Linked DNA regions of Mus musculus: region 1 is linked to region 2. A link is a contact called in public Hi-C data. All regions are on one chromosome and are shown on one strand. The core of a region is the stretch at or near the end of the contact, and the rest is flanking DNA. Distances in the headings are between cores, read along the strand shown.

What was found. Hi-C and Micro-C count contacts between places; a contact is called where the count stands out from the background.
Region 1: a Hi-C map of cerebellar granule neurons shows a contact between it and region 2, with 3 times the contacts expected there. The contact joins two enhancer-like sites. A contact is called at or near these places in 4 of 39 promoter capture datasets (the 3T3-L1 cell line, 3T3-L1-derived adipocytes, embryonic stem cells and 1 more) and 6 of 484 Hi-C or Micro-C datasets (the C2C12 cell line, the HPC-7 cell line, cerebellar granule neurons and 3 more).

Annotation. Positions count from the first base shown.
Region 1 is chrX:157,304,396-157,308,807 of GRCm38.p6, reverse strand. The region is part of intron 12 of Phex (phosphate regulating endopeptidase homolog, X-linked); the gene reads left to right. Among named protein-coding and RNA genes, the nearest start is that of Gm25795, 7.0 kb to the right of the region's middle. Within about 2 kb of position 1,262, at least 25 of the 459 cell types and tissues checked have an H3K27ac peak or open chromatin away from gene starts, as enhancers often do. A contact at or near this core is called in cerebellar granule neurons, where this site is marked.
Region 2 is chrX:157,077,584-157,081,690 of GRCm38.p6, reverse strand. No RefSeq gene overlaps it. Among named protein-coding and RNA genes, the nearest start is that of Gm52451, 180 kb to the left of the region's middle. Within about 2 kb of position 1,895, at least 16 of the 459 cell types and tissues checked have an H3K27ac peak or open chromatin away from gene starts, as enhancers often do. A contact at or near this core is called in cerebellar granule neurons, where this site is marked.

The DNA of each region.
Region 1 (4,412 bases), core at 13-2,512, 230 kb before region 2:
TTGTATATCTGTATTCATACCCATCTCTTAATATTATCATTAGACACACTGCTTTGAGTCATTCCTTACACCAGTAATTTTGCCTTAGGGTCAAGAAGCAAGGAGATTCTCACTGTAGCCTTGTTGAAATAGAATTTCTGGGCAGTCCCCTATCTTCTGGCACAAGTTTTTTGTAGAACCTTGTTTGTAGTAACTCTTGAGATTGAGATACCTTATCTTAGATGTTTTAGTTAACAGGATTGAAAAGGCAGATGAGTATTTACAAAGAAGAAAGACCTTGAATAGTATTGGTGGTGGTCTTGGAAGAGGACAATGAGTAATTTTAAATTATTTTTCTCCATTCAAGATCTGTCAAAGCTGTTTTAGGTCATGTACACCACAGGCTGGAGGAGGTAGGAACATACGGGTTGTGGTGAGACACTCTCCATATGGTAGATGAAACTCTTGGCACCAACACCACATTGTTGTTTCTTGAAGGCTTGGTTAATTTAAAAGGTAGCTTTTGATGTGTGGGGCAGGATGTGTCTTGCATTGAACAGTTGAATGCTCAGTGTACTAGGTGCTCTTTGTTGTAGCTTGAGGTTCTAAACTATCAATTTCATAGGATGACTAGTGTGAAGAGAGGGAGAGAGATGGAAGGAAGGAAGGAAGGAAGGGAGAGAGAGAGAGAGAGAGAGAGAGAGAGAGAGAGAGAGAGAGAGAGAGCTATGAATGAGTGAGTTATGGATATTTGGAAGCTTGTAGTCAGCTTTTCAGAAATAGAAATTAAGAGTACTTCAAGTGCTTGCTGACATTCAGTTAGGCAAAGATTGTCTTGTAGCTGGGTCTTCTAAGCAAATGGTCCATGAGTCCTTCTTTAAGGAAACTATTCTCAGTCCTTCTAATATTAGACATGTTTCTGTTGGCCCTCTGGGTTGATCGCCAGTCTTTTATTTCATTTCAACTAGAACTGTCACTTTTTCCTTCTAAAAGTATTCTTTGAACACTCTGCTTTCTTTGAGCTGAGTTCAATCTGCCAGGAACTCCAGTAGCAGCTCTGACAGGCACAAACATCAAAGGCAGTCGTCCTTCTGGATCTCATTAGGCTCCCCTAGGAGGTATTGTATATTAAGGTTCAGAGAAGTCCCAGTAATGCAAGATAAGAAATGGGGTGTTGTCCAAGGATCTCCAGCAGTTCTCCCAGTCACTGCTAGCCCTAAACCCCAGAATACAAAGATTTTCTTCTCCTAACTTGAATTAACTCGCGATTTTAAAAATGACCTCTAGGTGGAGCTCACAGTACTAACAAAGGAGAGAGAAACTGCAGCCTTTTGTGTGGCTTTTCACTCTGGGATGGTTTTTGAGCCCCCCCCCACCCCCTTTTCCCTTTTGCTTTCCTCAATTTGATTGCCTTTTTAATAGTCAACAAGAAAGAAGAGGCTCTGCCTAATAATTCCTTGAGTCTTAGATGGAAATCTCTATCTCCCTGCTTTGTCTTTCTGATATGGAGAAGCTGCTGCATTAAGAGAGGATTTGCCTGCATTTGAAGTGGAGGTGAATAATTTGCCTTCTCTTCCTGGTATGACTTGGCACTGTTTTTTGGACATGTGCTGTACGCAGTATATCACCCAGGCGGAAGATTTCTCATCAATAATAGTGCCCACACTGGGCTGATGCTGAGTCACTTGGCTACCCATTGGGAAAGCTGGAAAAAAAAATGTTCTGATTTGTGAGGGGCTTAAAGCTTTTCTTTCTCTCACCATGAAGCTCCGGACTGCAGCTAATTAAAGTGCCACCTAAGATGTGTTGACCTCAGCTTTCTTTTGTGACCAAAACTACCAAACTGAGTGATAGGGAGACTCATATTCGCAGTGGTCTGAGGGCCTTACCTCTTGGTTTTTGTGACAGTGACCCTGTCTCAAAACAGAAGTGTGTGAATGGGCTTTGTTGTCCTCTTTGCTAGGAGTGATCACTGTAAAAGATAAATGAGGATGTCTCTGCTTCCTTGAAGGGTAAATTTGTTATCTCTGTCTCCCTGCCTTTTCCTGCTCCTCCCTGGAGAGAGGTCATTGGTACTTTTGTGTTTTGAAACTCACCGTGTTGATTTCAAGTGGAAATTTAATATTGGGAAATAAGCACCCATTTTTATTTAAGATTCTGCATTTCCTGCAAGCATGTGCTCTTTAAAAATATTTTTTGAGGTTATAATATAATTACATCATTTCTCCCTTCCTTTTCCTTCCTCCAAACCCTTCCAGTATCGTCTTTGTCACTTTTTGTCTTTTTCTTTCAGCAAAGAACAAGGATGCCTGCTGTTTTTCTGGTTAATAGAGCCTTTGAATAGGCATATAGTGATAATTGGGTGATTTGGGGTGTCTTCTGGAGGATTTACAGTGTCCGGAACAGAGGAGGAGTCCCCCCAAGGTCACTATGGAAGAGACTCAGGCTGCCTTTGGTCTCCCTGGCCAGTTCTGAGTCAGATGTGAGGAGCAGCTTCCTGAGAGTGGCTCAGACTTGTTCCCCAGCTGAATTAATCACCTAGCTCAGTGCTGGACCACCTCTGAACTGTTTCCTTGTGCGCTTTGCATCTGGGGTCGAAGCTTGTCAGCCCATGCCCAGAGAAAAGAAATACCAGCACGGAAGACCTGGGGAGGCAGTGTCCTGAGGGTGGCATGAGGGAGTAGCTGTGGCCTTGGCCACAGCAGGTACAGAGAAGTTGGCTGCATGTTCCCAACTCCTTAGGCATACGACTCCCACGCACAGGCTTCGAGTGAGGTAGGAAGATTTCCACTGCAGAGAGCAAAGCAAAGTGCACCTCACCTCTCTGCCTTTATCACTAAACTCTGCTAATCCCAGGCACTGCAGTGTGCATAGCATACAGTCTGTACTGACCAGTTAGGACCCTGACTACCACCCTCGGAGCCCATGTTTCTGAGGGTGTGCTTTTCCACCTGAGGCACTTAGGAGCTTGTGAATAGGGCACATTTCCTCACACCTGCTTCAAGATCAGGGGTGGGGTGAGTCCTTACTTCTTCACTGCATCCCTGTCTGACTTCTAACTGCCTGCCCCTTCATTCTGCCCAAAGTCTTTCTTGTCCCTATGGAGTCTACTGTGAGTGGCACTGCATCCAAAAGACTCACCATGCCATCATCCTTCCTCACTGGCCCTTAGCCAACAATTGTTGGAAGGCGGCTAGTGCCTGCCCTTCTTTCTCCTGCCTCTCACATGCCCTATAAATGTTCCTGGGAGCTTACCCCGTGGGCTTGAGCTTTCTGGCAAAAATGCCCTTTGCTGCCTGCCTTCCTTTCCCTTCTTGCTTTTGAAGACCTCTTTCTTTGACCACCCCCCACCCCTTTCAAACACCGTGTGCTTTAATCCTAGTCTCTAGCTCTGTCCCTAAGGAGACCACTAATGAGGACACAACCTCTGCGTTAGGTCCTTTTCTCATGCTTCCCTGCCTTTAAGACAATAGTGCATTTCATTGAGTCGGGTTACCAGCATCCTCTCAGCAAACTCAATGCCACAAGCATTTGTAGCACACCAAGAATGTGCCAGGAAATGGGCTGGGAGCTGCAGATTCTGGAAGGGAGGGGGTGATCAGCTGCAGTTCCTTTTCTTCACGTGCTTTCACATACCTAGGGTGACACAGGGATGCTACGGAGGCTGTGCTGGTGGGGGAGGGTTATTTAATAGAGAGTCATGAAGTGGTCCTGGGGGCCTAGGAAGTGAAACTTTAGGAGCGGAGGCAGGCTGTCTCTCAGGGTGCTAATCCTGCCCCTTCCTCTCTTCCTTTGTCATGACCTTGTTAGCTTATAGGTGAGGCTTCTTCTGAGCTCCCCATCACTTGGTACTTGGAACAAGTGCTCCCAGCAGTGCTCCTCTCCCTTGGTATGTTTACTCCTGCTGCACTACACAGTTTCCATTGGAATAGGTTTGGAGAGGAGAGGAAAGGCTTCAGCCAGGATACCTCATGCCCCTATTTGTTATAGCTTTCAGTGTCTTTGCAGAATGTCGAAGAATGCAGTCATTCTGCTTCCTGCATCTACTCTGAGTATTCTTCAGGGACAAAGAGCGTGCAAACTGTGACCTTGCTCTGGCTTCTAGTACTGAGCTTACAGCCACTGTCTCTCCACCCCTGTTTAGGTATCTTCAAGTTTTTGTCTCACAGTCATCCAGGTGAAGGTGATGTTCGTCTTCCTTATATCTCCTCAGCTCAGTGCTGTCCAAAGGAAGGACAGTATGGAGGAGAGATATATGGAGGCTGACTGTATTGTAAGCCATTTTTTACCTCTTGGGTGCTACATGACCTTTTGGAGATTGCTTCATTTTTCCCATCCCTGTCTTTTAAAGTGTGAGAGCAGTGCCCATCTCAGAGGTTAGTTACCGAGATTGAAGATGTTGGTATTCTAAAGGAGGTGGTTGCTTTACTCTG
Region 2 (4,107 bases), core at 646-3,145:
CTCTAGCTCCTCCTTTGGGGGCCCTGTGATCCATCCAATAGCTGACTGTGAGCATCCACTTCTGTGTTTGCTAGGCCCCGGCATAGCCTCACAAGAGACAGCTATATCTGGGTCCTTTCAGCAAAATCTTGCTAGTGTATGCAAAGGTGTCAGAGTTTGGAAGCTGATCATGGGATGGATCCCTGGATATGGCAATCACTAGATGGTCCATCCTTTCGTCACAGCTCCAAATTTTGTCTCTGTAACTCCTTCCATGGGTGTTTTGTTCCCAATTCTAAGAAGGGGCAAAATGCAAGCTTGTACAATCACTCTGGAAATCATTCTGGCGGTTCCTCAGAAAATTGGACATAGTACTACTGGAGGATCCCGCAATACCTCTCCTGGCATATATCCAGAAGATGTTCCAACCAGTAAGAAGGACACATGCTCCACTATGTTCATAGCAGCCTTATTTATAATAGCCAGAACCTGGAAAGAACCCAGATGCCCCTAAACAGAGGAATGGATACAGAAAATGTGGTATATTTACGCAATGGAGTACTACTCAGCTATTAAAAAGAATGAATTTATGAAATTCCTAGGGAAATGGATGGACCTGGAGGGCATCATCCTGAGTGAGGTAACCCAATCACAAAGGATCTCACACAATATGTACTCATAAGTGGATATTAGCCCAGAAACTTAGGATACCCAAGATATAAGATACAATTTGCTAAACACATGAAACTCAAGAAGAACGAAGACCAAAGTGTTTTAGATTACTTTTAAGTGTAGGAATAAGTATTCCGACACTTTATAAATCTCATTATAAAGATTTCCTAAATATATTTGATCTCTTGAAAAGAGGTTACACTGATAAATATTATATCCCGCCTATTTGTTAGGGATTAAAAATATCAAGCAATTTTGTAGGATATAATTTCCAAAGTACTATGGGTATGCTATTACACTTGAAATATGCAGTACTTTGCTCTGATATTTATTATTACCAGTGTCATTTTACAGGTAAGGGCTCAAAATACTTAAGTGAATTCTGCTGAGGCAGACAGCAGAATATTTTCAGTCAATTCCAGCTTTCTTCCTAGCTCCCTTCCACAATTAAACAATTTTCATCTTGATCACAAACCTCTCAGAATTCAAAGGACACTTCTGGAAAGTATAACATTTCAACCACTATTGTCAGCAATTCTTATTGCAAGATATTACTGAAAAACAATTCTGCTTACCATAAGATTACCCTAAGTTTGTTACTGTGTATGCTGTATGAATGGAAATATTATCAGAGTAAATAATAGTTTGATTAGAGACTACAAAGAAAGACAGCTTTATTGTTTAGTCATCTTGGTGAGTTATGAGGGAGGGATAATTGTGCAGTATGTGTCTCTGCACATGCAATTTTGCCCATAAACTAGATGTGAGAGCTGGTGTAGGAGATGGGAAGCAGTATGAGTCAGAGGAGGAAAAGCTGGTGTCTGTTTAATGGAAAACTTCAAAGCCAGTAAATCTTGTTTTGGCTTCAGAAATTGTCACCCCATCTTCAATTCTTTATGCACACATAGGAACAGTGTGCCTGGTGTGGCTTTGTTGATGCTCTCAGATTTCTACCTCATAAGATTACCAGATAAATATAATATAATTTTTGTTTCTATTACAAGATAATTTGAGTCTAAGTGGCCCCCTTTCACCCTCCCTTGCCCTGATTACAAAAGTGAAGCTTGCTTTATCATATTTGGGGCTCTTAAAAATGTTTCCTATACTTGTATCCCTTCATACATTATTCCAGAGAGAGATAAATTTAATTTTTATTAGCTGAGAGCTATGAGTCATTCTGCTAACTGGCACCACCAGCCACTTCCCCAGCAGACTGGCCTTTGCTGAGGGCTCTAAATTTAGGAACTGAATGAGATTGCCTTTTGGTTACATAAAGAGGCAAGGAGATTATTTTTAGCACACCATGATACCTAGAGAGCCCCGTGTGTCTATCTGATTTGTTAACCACAGGCTGAAAGAAAACGTGATTACTGATTCTCTCTATGTACTGATAGGATGCAGCATCCTTCTGGACTAAATGACATGTAGTTTTGTTCACCTGCAATTCTTTATGTTTATTTCATCTGTGTTATAAACATACTGGAAATCAATAGTGTTTAAACACAATGGAAATTTTTCTTACATTTTTCACTTGGAAAAAACTCCCCAATATGCATTATGGTTTTATTCATTATTATTCATATACTCTTTCTCCCTCCGCACCACCCCCCCCCTCTTAAACCTCCCTTTCTACATTCCCTCCTTCCTTTTTCCTTTTCCTCTCCAGTCTCCTTCTCCTCCATTACCCTCTGTATCTTAAGTGTCTTAGGAGTAGAGGGGAAAACATTTGGGCTGTGTCTTTTCTAAGGCTGCTGTCAGAGTTGATGATGGCACATGTCTGTCTAGATCAATGAAGCTTTATTTGTGTTTTCCTTTCTGAGCATTTGTTTTTAGTTTCCTTTTTTGAGGAGATTGCTGTAACTGATTTGGAAAAATAGGAGTGGCAAGACAAACAGGAGGCTTGCTGTCATCTGGGCAGAAAATTAATGGACACAGTGTAGTGGCCAGAGAGCAAATGTGGACAGAGGGAATGTTTTCCTTGTCAATGTATCCTTGATTCGTAGCACAGTATGAAAAGTCAGTGATAGTTCCTTCTGATTCCCCTAGGCCTATTTTAGCAAAAAAAAAAAAAAAAAAAAACAAAAACAAAACAAAACAAAACAAAACAAAACAAACAAAAAAAAACACTTCCTTGCAATGATGACAAATCTTACTTATCTAATTACTTAGACTTGAAATTATTTTTTTAAGGGGCTGTATGGTCATATAGCTAGTTTCTTTTTTTGCCTTATTTATTTATTTATTTATTTATTTGGTATTTTTTCATTTACATTTCCAGTGCTATCTGGAAAGTCCCCCATACCCTGCCCCCCACTCCCCTACCCACCCACTCCCACGTCTTGGCCCTGGCATTCCCCTATACTGGGGCATACAAAGTTTGTAAGACCAAAGGGCCTCTCTTTCCACTGATGGCCAACTAGGCCATCTTCTGCTACATATGCAGCTAGAGACACAAGCTCTGGGGGGTACTGGTTAGTTCACATAGTTGTTCCACCTATATGGTTGCAGACCCCTTCAGCTCCTTGGGTACTTTCTCTAGCTCCTCCAATGGGGGCCATGTGATCCATCCAATAGCTGATTGTGAGCGTACACTTCTGTGTTTGTTAGGCCCCAGCATAGCCTCTCAAGAGATGGCTGTATCAGGGTCCTTTCAGAAAATCTTGCAAGTGTATGCAATGGTGTCAGCGTTTGGAGGCTGATTATAGGATGGATCCCCGGGTACAGCAGTCTCTAGATGGTCCATCCTTTTGTCTCAGCTCCAAACTTTGTCTCTGTAACTCCTTCCATGGGTGTTTTGTTTTGTTTTGTTTTGTTTTTCCATTTTTTATTAGGTATTTAGCTCATTTACATTTCCAATGCTATACCAAAAGTCCCCCATCCCCACCCACCCCCACTCCCCTACCCACCCATTCCCCCTTTTTGGCCCTGGCGTTCCCCTGTACTGGGGCATATAAAGTTCGCAAGTCCAATGGGCCTCTCTTTCCAGTGATGGCCGACTAGGCCATCTTTTGATACATATGCAGCTAGAGACAAGAGCTCCGGGGTACTGCTTAGTTCATATTGTTGTTCCACCTATAGGGTTGCAGTTCCCTTTAGTTCCTTGGGCGCTTTCTCTAGTTCCTCCACTGGGGGCCCTGTGGTCCATTCAATAGCAGACTGTGAGCATCCACTTCTGTGTTTGCTAGGCCCTGGCATAGTCTCACAAGAGACAGCTATATCTGGGTCCTTTCAGGAAAGTCTTGCTAGTGTATGCAATGGTGTCAGCGTTTGGAAGCTGATCATGGGACGGATCTCTGGATATGGCAATCACTAGATGGTTCATCCTTTCGTCACACTTCCAAATTTTGTCTCTGTAACTCCTTCCACGGGTGTTTTGTTTCCTATTCTAAGAAGGGGCAAAGTGCCCACACTTTGGTCTTTGTTCTTCTTGAGTTTCATGTGTTTTGCAAATTGTAT